Regions from separate parts of the Ovis aries genome. Here region 2 is linked to region 1. A link is a contact called in public Hi-C data. All regions are on one chromosome and are shown on one strand. The core of a region is the stretch at or near the end of the contact, and the rest is flanking DNA. Distances in the headings are between cores, read along the strand shown. Region 1 holds the start of CCDC90B (coiled-coil domain containing 90B). Region 2 holds the start of PRCP (prolylcarboxypeptidase).

Region 1 (5,204 bases), core at 2,113-4,612:
GAGTCTCATGGCGTGATGCAGATGGGCCCCGGTGTGTGCCTGTGCGTGCAATGGATTGCATTACAGAGATGAACCGTGAGCTAGAAAAACCCAAATCTTTCATAATAGGCAGTAAACTTGAAGCCTTTCACTCCAGAGGGAGACACTGTACTTCCCAAGACTCTTCATTATACCATCTTGCAAAGTTCTCTTGTCCTTAAAAAGAGAGCCCATAATAAAAGGCAGCCAGGCCTCTGTGGGCCAGCAGAGTCTTGACAAACCTGTGGAGAGTGGCCTCCCAACGCTGAGCAAAGTCAACAGGTGTTAGTACTAAAAATAGCTGCAACTCGTTGAGTGTTTATATGTACCATATTCTGTGCTGAGTATTTTATCTGCATTAGCTCCTTTATTCCTCTTAACACAAGAAAAAATATTAACATGTTTATGGAAAAATATTTTTTATCAAATAAGATTTTCAGCAGACAAATAATAGGAGCAGTGGAGAGTCTGGGAACACAGAGCTTTAGGCAGGTCTCACATGCATGCACAGTCACTTCAGTCGTGTCCAGCTCTTTGCAACCCCATGGACTGTAGCCCACCAGGCTCCTCTGTCCATGAGAATCTCCAGACAAGAACAGAGGAGTGAGTTGCCATGCCCTCCTCCAGGGGATCTTCCCATCCAACCATCTCATCCTCTGTCGTCCCCTTCTCCTCCTGCCCTCAATCTTTCCCAGCATCAGGGTCTTTTCAAATGAGTCAGTTATTAGCATCAGGTGGCCAAAATATCAGAGTTTCAGCTTCAGCATCAGTCCTTCCACTGAATATTCAGGACTGATTTCCTTTCAGGTAGACTGGTTGGATCTCCTTGCTGTCCAAGGGACTCAGGAAGTGGCTAAATCTATTAACTGAATACCACCTGGACTCATTCCATCTGCTATCCCCGCTCCTGCCTCTGTACTTCTTTGGCAAAATGAGGCTGTGTGGACTCCCAAATTCACTTGCTGTAGTTCCAGCAAACTTCAGAAGATGATTAAGAATCCCTGAATTCAATCGCTAATTCCACAAAAAGGAATATGATTGGCCCAACATCAATACTGTGTATGTACATTGGGGAGAGAATTTTATAATAATACAAATAATAATATGTATTAATATTAAAGAGGTACACTTTTTCATAACCATTATTGAATTTAAGGTAAATAAAAATTTTGTGTTCTCACTGGTCTGTATCTTCCCGTATACTGAGAGCTCCTAAAGATCAGCTGGAGTTATTTTTATTAATAATACCTGTTGACTTTACTTATATCATTTAACAGATTTAAAATCATATTGGGACTATATTTATATACGTACATAAATTAGACATTTTCTTCTCACTAAGTTTTTTTTAATACTTAATGATTGCATAATATTCCAATTAGGAATATTTCTGCAGGTTACTGAATCATTTTGAACCTTTTGATTATTTCTGTGCTGTGCTTAGTCGCTCAGTCGTGTCCAGCTCTTTGCCACCTCATGGACTGTAGCCCACCAAGCTCCTCTGTCCATGGGGATTCTCCAGGCAAGAATACTGGAGTGGATTGCCATGCCCTCCTCCAGGGGATCTTCCCAACCCAGGGACTTGAACCCAGGTCTCCAGCATTCCAGGTAGATTCTTTACCATCTGAGTCACCAGATTATTTCTAATTTGTCATTATTGTATATAACACTGCAAGAGCTAAATTTTTTTAAAAAAATCTTAGCCTCAAGGACTTCCCTGGTGGCCCAGTGGCTATGATGCTGTGCTCCCAATGGAGGGGCCCCAAGTTCAATCCCTGGTCTGGGAAGTAGATCCCACATGCCACAATTAAAATATCCCTTGTGCAGCCAAATAATAATAATAATAAAAACTTAAAAAAAATCTTAGCTACAAGATAATTTTTTTAGAGTAAATTCTTAGAAGTGAAACTAGCTATTCAATTTTTAGTTTATATATATTGTTACATTGTTTTCCAAATACGTTGTACTAACATAAACTCCTGCCAGTAGCTTGAGTGACAGTATCTAATGGTTTATTTGGTAGAATTGATCATTATTTTTTAGAAAATCTTTAACAGGTAATAATGGTATGTCCTTCTGTTCTATTTTATTTTTTTAAACTGTGAGATTAAACTCTTTTTGAGGAGGGGTTGTTCTTTGTTTTTCAATTTTTAAATAATCACTTATATTTCCTCTCCATACACTGTTAAAGCCCTGTCAGGAATTATGTTTTCTTTTTTCCCGCCTACTTTAAACTGTTTATTTTGCATTGGGGTATAGCCGGTTAACAATGTCGTCGTAGTTTCAGTTGTACAGCGAAGGGACTCCTGTTCTTTTAATGTGTCTCAGTGCTTAGAACGGTGCTTGTCATGCGGCTGACACAAAGCTCTGAAAACAAATCTGATGACTGAGTGGTAACTTTACATTCTTGTAAGAATAATTAAGCCGCTAAAACCTGACGACTGTTTACCGCTTTGTTGTTGTGTTAGTCGCTCAGTGTGTCCGTCCAACTCTTCGCGACCCCATGGGCCGTAGCCCACCAGGCTCCTCTGTCCGTGGGATTCTCCAGGCAAGAGTACTGGAGTGGGTTGCCATGCCCTCCTCCAGGGGATCTTCCCCACCCAGGGACTGAACCCAGATCTCCCGCATTGCGGGCAGATTCTTCACCGTTTAAGCTAACAGAGAAGAATTTACAAAGAATACATCCCCGCATCTGAACCCCACAACTACTGCGTGCTGCTGTTTTCAACATTTTACCATGTGGGGAAAACTCTGGAGTAACTGAGGTCTGAGCGAGATAAAATGGTGATATATAAATCAGGTCGTCCCAAGAAACGAGAGAATTCAATTTCCCTTCTTCCCGTACACTAGAGGGCGAAGCGGCAAGCTTTGCAGCAGCAAGAAATTAGAAACGAGAGCCTCGGGGGGACTACACTTCCCAGAAGCGCTCTGCGCAACTCCCGGCATGCTCAGCGGCCAAGGCCTGCACGTCCCAGGTTGCCGCGGGGTTGGACGTTACTCTGTCGTTCCCTAACCCAAAGAAGTGATGGCCGCTGGCTCTCTGGCGGGAGACGGCCGTTTAGCTGTACATCTCATTGCCAGGGAACGGGCGTCGGAAGGTTCTCAAACAAGATTCCACTTCTTAGGGCGGTAACGGCGTGCACTGGTTGGGGTGGGGCGGTGAGAGAAGCGGAGCCGCTGTAAACCATGCTGGTGAGCTACGGGTCCGTCTGTGGAGAGGCCCAACTTCGCGAGACTGCGCGCGGTGCGAGCCTGTGCTGGGAAGCGCGTTGGAGGTGTTACGGGCCGAAAACTACATTTCCCGGCATCCTCTTGGCGCCAGAACTACGTTGCCCGAAAGGCTGAGCGGGATTCGCCCCGTCTTCTCACCCGGCTGCCTCCGGCTGGAAAACCCGTGAAATGTGGGGCCGCTGGGTTCGGCCGCTCCTGTATTCTGAGGTTTTGAGCCCCTGTGGGCGTTTTTCGCCGACCCTGCGGAGAGGTGAGGAGAGGCACCGTGTCGCCCGATGCCTTTGTTCGCTGTGGGGAGGTGGTGCCGGCTTGGGCGAGAGGAAGGCGAGGGTGCCGCCGCCTCCCTCCAGCCCGCTCCGGGGCCTGGCAACCCTGCTGCCGAGCCTCGCCCCGAGGGGTTGAGGCGGGAGGCGCGAGGGCCGAGAACGGGAGCGCGAGCCTCCGAAGGCCTGTCTTCCCGCCTGGCTCTTTCGCTCGAGCCCCGCCAGGTGTCCCTCTGAACCCTTCTCTGTCAAGGGAGGCTGGTCGTCCCCGCCCCCTCGCAGGCGTGTAGTTTGTGCCCGGAGAGGGCCGTCACCTTTCGCGGTTTGTTCAAACTTAGACTGTGTTACTCGGGTGCCTACCTCGAGCCCAGGTCATTTGGTAATCTACAGCGCCCGTTTCACTTCAGGTCCGCTCTATTTTCGCTGTAGTTTTCGGTTCGGTTCAGTTCAGTCGCTCAGTCGTGTCCGACTCTCTGCGACCCCATGAATCGCAGCACGCCATGCCTCCCTGTCCATCACCAACTCCCGGAGATCACTCAGACTCACGTCCATCGAGTCAAGTGATGCCATCCAGCCATCTCATCCTCTGTCGTCCCCTTCTCCTCTTGCCCCCAATCCCTCCCAGCATCAGAGTCTTTTCCAATGAGTCAACTCTTCGCATGAGGTGGCCAAAGTACTGGAGATTCAGCTTTAGCATCATTCCTTCCAAGGAACACCCAGGGCTGATGTCCTCTAGAATGGACTGGTTGGATCTCCTTGCAGTCCAAGGGACTCTCAGGAGTCTTCTCCAACACCACAGTTCAAAAGCATCAATTCTTCGGCGCTCAGCTTTCTTCACAGTCCAACTCTGACATCCATACATGACCACTGGAAAAACCATATTTTTCGGTACTCGGGAGCAAACTCCAAAAGACGGTGAAGGACAGGGAAGCCTGGCATGCTGCAGCCTGTAGGGTCGCAATGAGTCGGACTCGACTGAGCGACTGAACAACAAACGCTTTATTTACGCTGTGGTTTTCAGTACTTGGCAATCGCCTTTCAAGAAAAAGGAACGTGATCACGGGAAGCTACAGTGGTTGACGGGCAGGTGCGCCTGTCACCAGTGTGTGCTGGACAACTGAATTTATTGAGAGTCGTTTCCAGAATCTTTTCCCCACAATTTTTAAACCCTTTGGGGTTGTCTGCAGAGTAGTTACTTCGTACTAACCTCAACGTTCTCTATTCACCTTAAATCTTAAGTGCAGGGGAACTGAGATGTCCAGCACCACAACTTTGAGCTGTTTTGCTCGTTTCATTTTAGTCACACAGCAAGACTGCAGTTATTGACCGCCTCCCCGCGCCGCCCCCCCCCATCTCTAAGACTGCTGTTTAGTGCCCAGGGTCCTTGGCACGGTATTTGTACTTAGGATGAGCTGGTTGGATGGCATCACTGACACAATGGACATAAGTCTGAGCAAGCTGCAGAGATGGTGAAGGACAGGGAAGTCTGGCCTGCTGCAGTCCACTGGGCTGCAAAAAGTCGGACAGGACTGAGCGACTGAACAAAGGTATTAGGTTTGTGTGTGTATTTAGTCGCTCAGTCATGTCTAACTCTTTTGAGACCCCATGGAGTTTAGCATACATACACATTATGATGTACAAAACGGATGTTTTTTGAACCCTGGGAAATCACCCCAGTCTCAATTTTTTGTA
Region 2 (4,831 bases), core at 614-3,113, 350 kb after region 1:
AGATTTCTCATTTCATATATTATAGGACAGACTCTTTAGCTATGGAAATGGTAGTTACTTTGAGTTGCTTTATTAAAGCTGTCTAATGGTCTCCCTCCAAGGGTGCATAATTTGTCTAATCTTTCTAAAGGCAGTCATAACAAGTCCCTGAGAAATGATCTTCTGACATTAAAATGAAAATTCTGGAAAAGGGAGAGGGAGGTAGGAGATTAAAAAAAAAATCAAAAAAGACAAAACCTCTTTTGTTTGGAGAAATACTGATGAAAAATATTTTTAAAACATTACTCAGGAAACTCTTAGTGAGTATCAAGCACAGTTCATTGCACTTACGACAGGTAAAGTTCCAGAGATGGGGAAGGGGACAGGGTTACAGATAGAAAAAAATCACCTCATGCAGCTGTCCTTTCTGAATACATTTCAGCAACACTGGCCTTTTCTTAGTTTCTTGAACATTAAGATGCTAAGTTCTTTCCTGCTTTAAGGCCTTTACATAACCTGTTCACTCTGGAATTTTCTTCCTTTCTTCTATTGCATGGCTAGATCATTCTCATCTTCTAGGCCTCAATTTAAGTGTCAACTCCTCAGAGGCCTTTCCAAACAAACCTAACTCAAATAGATTCCACTTCATTCTTTTTAAGCCCACACACAAAAAGTTTAAGTTCCGAAGGATTCTCACATCTTGTTCACCATTGTGATCCTAGTACTTAGAAGTTCTTAGCACAGAGGGAGACAGTTAAAAAAACTATCTGTAGAATGAGTAAGTAACTACTGGGTGCTTTCTGACCCAATTTTGCAGGATGATGAAAGGCCTCCTGATAGAAAGCTTCATAAATTGAGACCTAAACAATGATTAAGAACTAGGTGGGATGGGATTCAGATGGGGTCTGAAGGTGAGGGAGAATGGTGCATTTGAGGGACTCAAAAGGACATTCCATGTGGTTGGAGCATAGGGCTGGAGGGGTGAAAAAAAGAGCTGGAGTACTAGGCAAAGGCCAGACAAGAAGGGCCCTGTTAACCACTTTAAGGAGTTTAGACTTAAACCTGAGGGCAAACAGGAGTGACCAAAGGAAAGGTTTTTAATGGGGAGTGTCCTCATCAGATTTGTACTTTATCAGCCTAGCAACGTGGAGACTGGATTGGAACGTAAGGAAATTGAAAGAATCAGCTGGGAGGCTACAGTCATAGTTATGAAGCAGTTGTGCTGAACCAAAGTAAAACTGGCGAGAAGCGTATGGTTTGAGATATTCAAGAGGTTGGTGTGGCTTGATGTGAGAGACAAGGAAGGTACCTAGAAAACTTGTTTCTGGTTTGAACACTCTGCTCAGTGAGCACTTGTCCCTCTGAGTCATCAAAGCAGTTTGGAAAAGATCCCTTTTCAGCAGGTACTACTGGGCATAGCCGCCCGCTGTGTACGAGCCTCCGAGCACCTCAAAAATTGCAGTAGCACCTTTTTCCTCCCTGTATTTCGGGTTCCAGACACTTACTCGTTTCCAGGTCGGTGGCACACAAACGCTCTCTGACTGACTGCAACAGCACCGTCTAAAATGAAAAGAACTGACCTCACTCTTCTCTCACAACCGCCCGTTTATAGACGAGACTGACTCCTGAAAAAAAAACATAGAATGCTCCGAATGCTCACTCAGAACGACGTTCAAGGGTCTTCCTAGGAGTCTCCGGCCCTTGCTCCCCGAGAATCTCCTCCCGCACCTTCTCACCTGAGGCAGAGGACCAGGAACCTGCCCGGGCGAAGCTCAGTGACGCGGACCCCAAGACTCAAGCGGCTAGAGAGTGTCTTCCAATCGAATCTCCCGCGCCTCCTTCCGCCGGAAGTGACGCCATGACCGTCTGGCCTTAGAGCCAATCAGAAGACGACACCGCCCAGGTTGGCGATGTAGCTCGACAACCTGTGAGGTTTTGGGAACAACCATTTTTGTCCGAGAGGCTTAGGCAAGTGTCCTTTCCCAACTGATTGAGCAGTAGTACAGTCTGTACAGTTGGTTTTGAGGCAGCGTTGAGCCAGCCAGGCGTAGGTGGTAGTGGGTGGGAGCGCCCCTCAGACCGAGGTTCACCTGGCTGACTGGAAGTAGAAGCGGAAGTTGGTGGTGAGGGAGTCACGAGGACCGAAAGGGACTCCGCCCGCTGGGGCTGGGACTGCTCCCAAGGAGAGGGGAAGGCGGGGTCCGAAGCTGGGTGCCGGAAGACGGAAGGGGGCGTAGCTTGGAAGCAGGGACCGGGACCTAGTGGGATTCCGGGGCGACCTCCGTTGAGAAGTGGACTGTGTGGATTTCACGCATGTGTAGGGGTGACTAACCGACAGAGTGCCCTAGGAGGTGATTAGGCTGACATGGAGGTGGCGGTGCAAAGGAGCCAGACCTAGTGGGGATAGCTTAGTAGTATACATGATTTTAGTGAAAAAGGCAGGGTATGAACACATTAACACGGATTGGCAGATGCCGCTGCCAGTCAGGAGGAGCAGCTCTGTACCCTGAGCTCCTCTTTTCAGGGTGTTTTGACTGTCAGGGCTGAGTGACTAGTGAATGATTTAGTCCTTGTAGAGCTGGTGGCGAGTGCCAGTTTTAAGTTGGCAGTAGCCCTTCCTGGGGCTTCCCTGGTGGCTCAGACGCTAAAGAATCCGCCTGCAATGTGGGGGACTTGGGTCAGATCCTTGGGTTGGGAAGAATCCCCTGGAGGAGGGCATGGCAACTCCCTCTAGTATTCTTGCCTGGAGAATCCCATGGACAGAGGAGCCTGGCAGGCCACCGTCTATAGGGTCGCAAAGAGTTGGACACGACCCAAGCGGCCTGGCACGTTTGCACGCATGCACACACTATTATTATGTAGGATTTGCGGAGGACAAGGATGTGGCGATGAAATAGAGGTGGACAGGGCAGGGTTTGGCAGTGACGATAAAGGGGGAGGATATAGGGTGCGGAGAAAGTGTTTGTGTGTGTGTGGGGGTGATATAGTTAAGAATGGGGTTCAGAGGTCAGATAGGAGGGGCCCTGGGATGGTAAAGGTAGGCTTTGAGTTGGAAGGGAATAAAGGTGAACTCTATATAATAAAGAGGGGACGGTAAAAGAGGGAAATGAAACCTGGCGGCGCCCTGTGGGACTGGGACGGGGTTTGGAATGGCTTTGGCAACTCGAATTTGAGAGGCTTTGCTGAGGGGCGGGGTAGCATTGGGTTTCCCCCGGGAAGGAGGGGCCTGTCTCGGGGCAGGAGCTGTGGGCTGGGCGGCGCTGCGTGCATCTGCCTGTCTCCCTCCTACCCGCTCTGCAGCCACGGTCCTGAGCCATGGGGCGCTGCTCCCTCCTGCTCCTGCTCCTAGCTTCCCTGACTCCTGGGGCCGCCAGCCCCGTATCGCCGTCACTGAGGGCCCCTAGCAGCCTACCCTGGTCAACGAGCTTCGGATCTCGCCCTACTATTACCCCGAAGTATTCGATTCGCTACATCCAACAGAAGGTAAGGCCAAAAGGGTTGGGGTGTCCGAGTGGGTGGCGAGGACTGGGGTTTTGTGGTTTTCAGGCACCGAAGCTCATTGAAATTGTAGAACCCTAATGCTGAAGACTTGTCCGGTGGCCCAAGTCCCATCTGTTTAAACTCACCTTCCATCACCAATAATTTATTGTCATTTCTGGCTCTACACTCCCTTCTGTGATTGACCATCACAGTCACTTCAACTCCTGCTTGCAGAGGATGCCCTAAAATTCCTTTGACCTCCCGCCAAATTCAAATTATTTAATGCCAGCTCTGGAGCCTACTTCGAGGTGACAGTCATTTTTTGTCCCAAAGCAGCCCCTAAGTTCAAGTTTCTAATATCTTACCAGATAATATATAATATTTTTTCAATCTAAAATGTCAGTCTGTTGTCTTATGCTCAGCTCAGAGTTGCTTTTGTAGCCCTTTTATTAAGAGTTTTCATCTTTCCTTGGAAGTTGTAGGAGTCTGTCAAAATTTGGAGTGGGGAGTGAAGGTGAGCATCTCTATAGTTCTGAATTTTGAGTTCAGAGGTTTAAGGTAGGCATGATGCCTTTGTGCCTGGCTGAAGCATGAGGTAGGTGTTCCCTGAGAAGCCTGAATGAGGAAGTACATCTTTTGTGAAATGACAATATCATTTACAGTTCTGGGAGCCTGTGAAAAGATAAATGACCTTCCCAGGTGGCACAGTGGTAAAGAATCTGCCTGCCAAGGCAGGAGATAAAAGAGACGGGGGTTTGATTCTTGGGTGGGGGAAGATCCCCTGGAGCAGGAAATGGCAATCCACCCCAAAATTCTTGCCTGAGAAATCCCGAGGACACAGGAACCTGGTGGGCTACATTCAATGGGGTCTCAAAGAGTTGAACACGACTGAGCAACTGAGCATGCATGTGTGCATGCATGTGAAAAGATAGGCAAAGATTTGGGAAACATTGGGATTAGAACTTCAAGAGTCTGAGGTTTGGCTTTAGGAGTTAGATAGATCAGAATTCCAATCTATTAATACTAGCTCTCTGACCTTGGGAAGTTTCATATACCTCTCTGAGCCCAGTTTCTTGACCTCTGGGGGATTTGGTGGTGGTTAAATGAGAATAGATGACATATCCCTAACAAAGTATTTGGTCTCGAGCAGACATTTAGTAAATTGATGGTTCCTAACCCAAGTCAGTTTTGAATGGGAATTTGATAGAGAGGGATGACGTGAACTTCTAGTATAAGAAATCATTTTTAACCCAGAAATTTAGAGATTATGAAGAGAAAGCATTCTAGTTTTAGCAGGAGTACTAGGAAACATCTTTTTCTTAGGCAGTTCTCTAGGCTTCAGTTTCCTCATTTGTAAATTGAGAGGTTTGGA

Evidence for each region. Hi-C and Micro-C count contacts between places; a contact is called where the count stands out from the background.
Region 2: a Hi-C map of tail adipose tissue shows a contact between it and region 1, with 2.9 times the contacts expected there. The contact joins the promoter of PRCP here to the promoter of CCDC90B in region 1. A contact is called at or near these places in 2 of 16 Hi-C or Micro-C datasets (liver and tail adipose tissue).

The regions. Positions count from the first base shown.
Region 1 is chr21:11,962,981-11,968,184 of ARS-UI_Ramb_v3.0, forward strand. It overlaps CCDC90B (coiled-coil domain containing 90B), which reads left to right and starts at 3,363. Exons shown (of 9, transcript XM_004019415.5): 1 at 3,363-3,499. The coding sequence starts at 3,418.
Region 2 is chr21:12,311,371-12,316,201 of ARS-UI_Ramb_v3.0, forward strand. It overlaps PRCP (prolylcarboxypeptidase), which reads left to right and starts at 1,864. Exons shown (of 10, transcript XM_042238281.2): 1 at 1,864-2,296; 2 at 3,280-3,462. The coding sequence starts at 3,295. DDIAS (DNA damage induced apoptosis suppressor) reads right to left here and starts at 1,790. Exons shown (of 5, transcript XM_060403938.1): 1 at 1,716-1,790.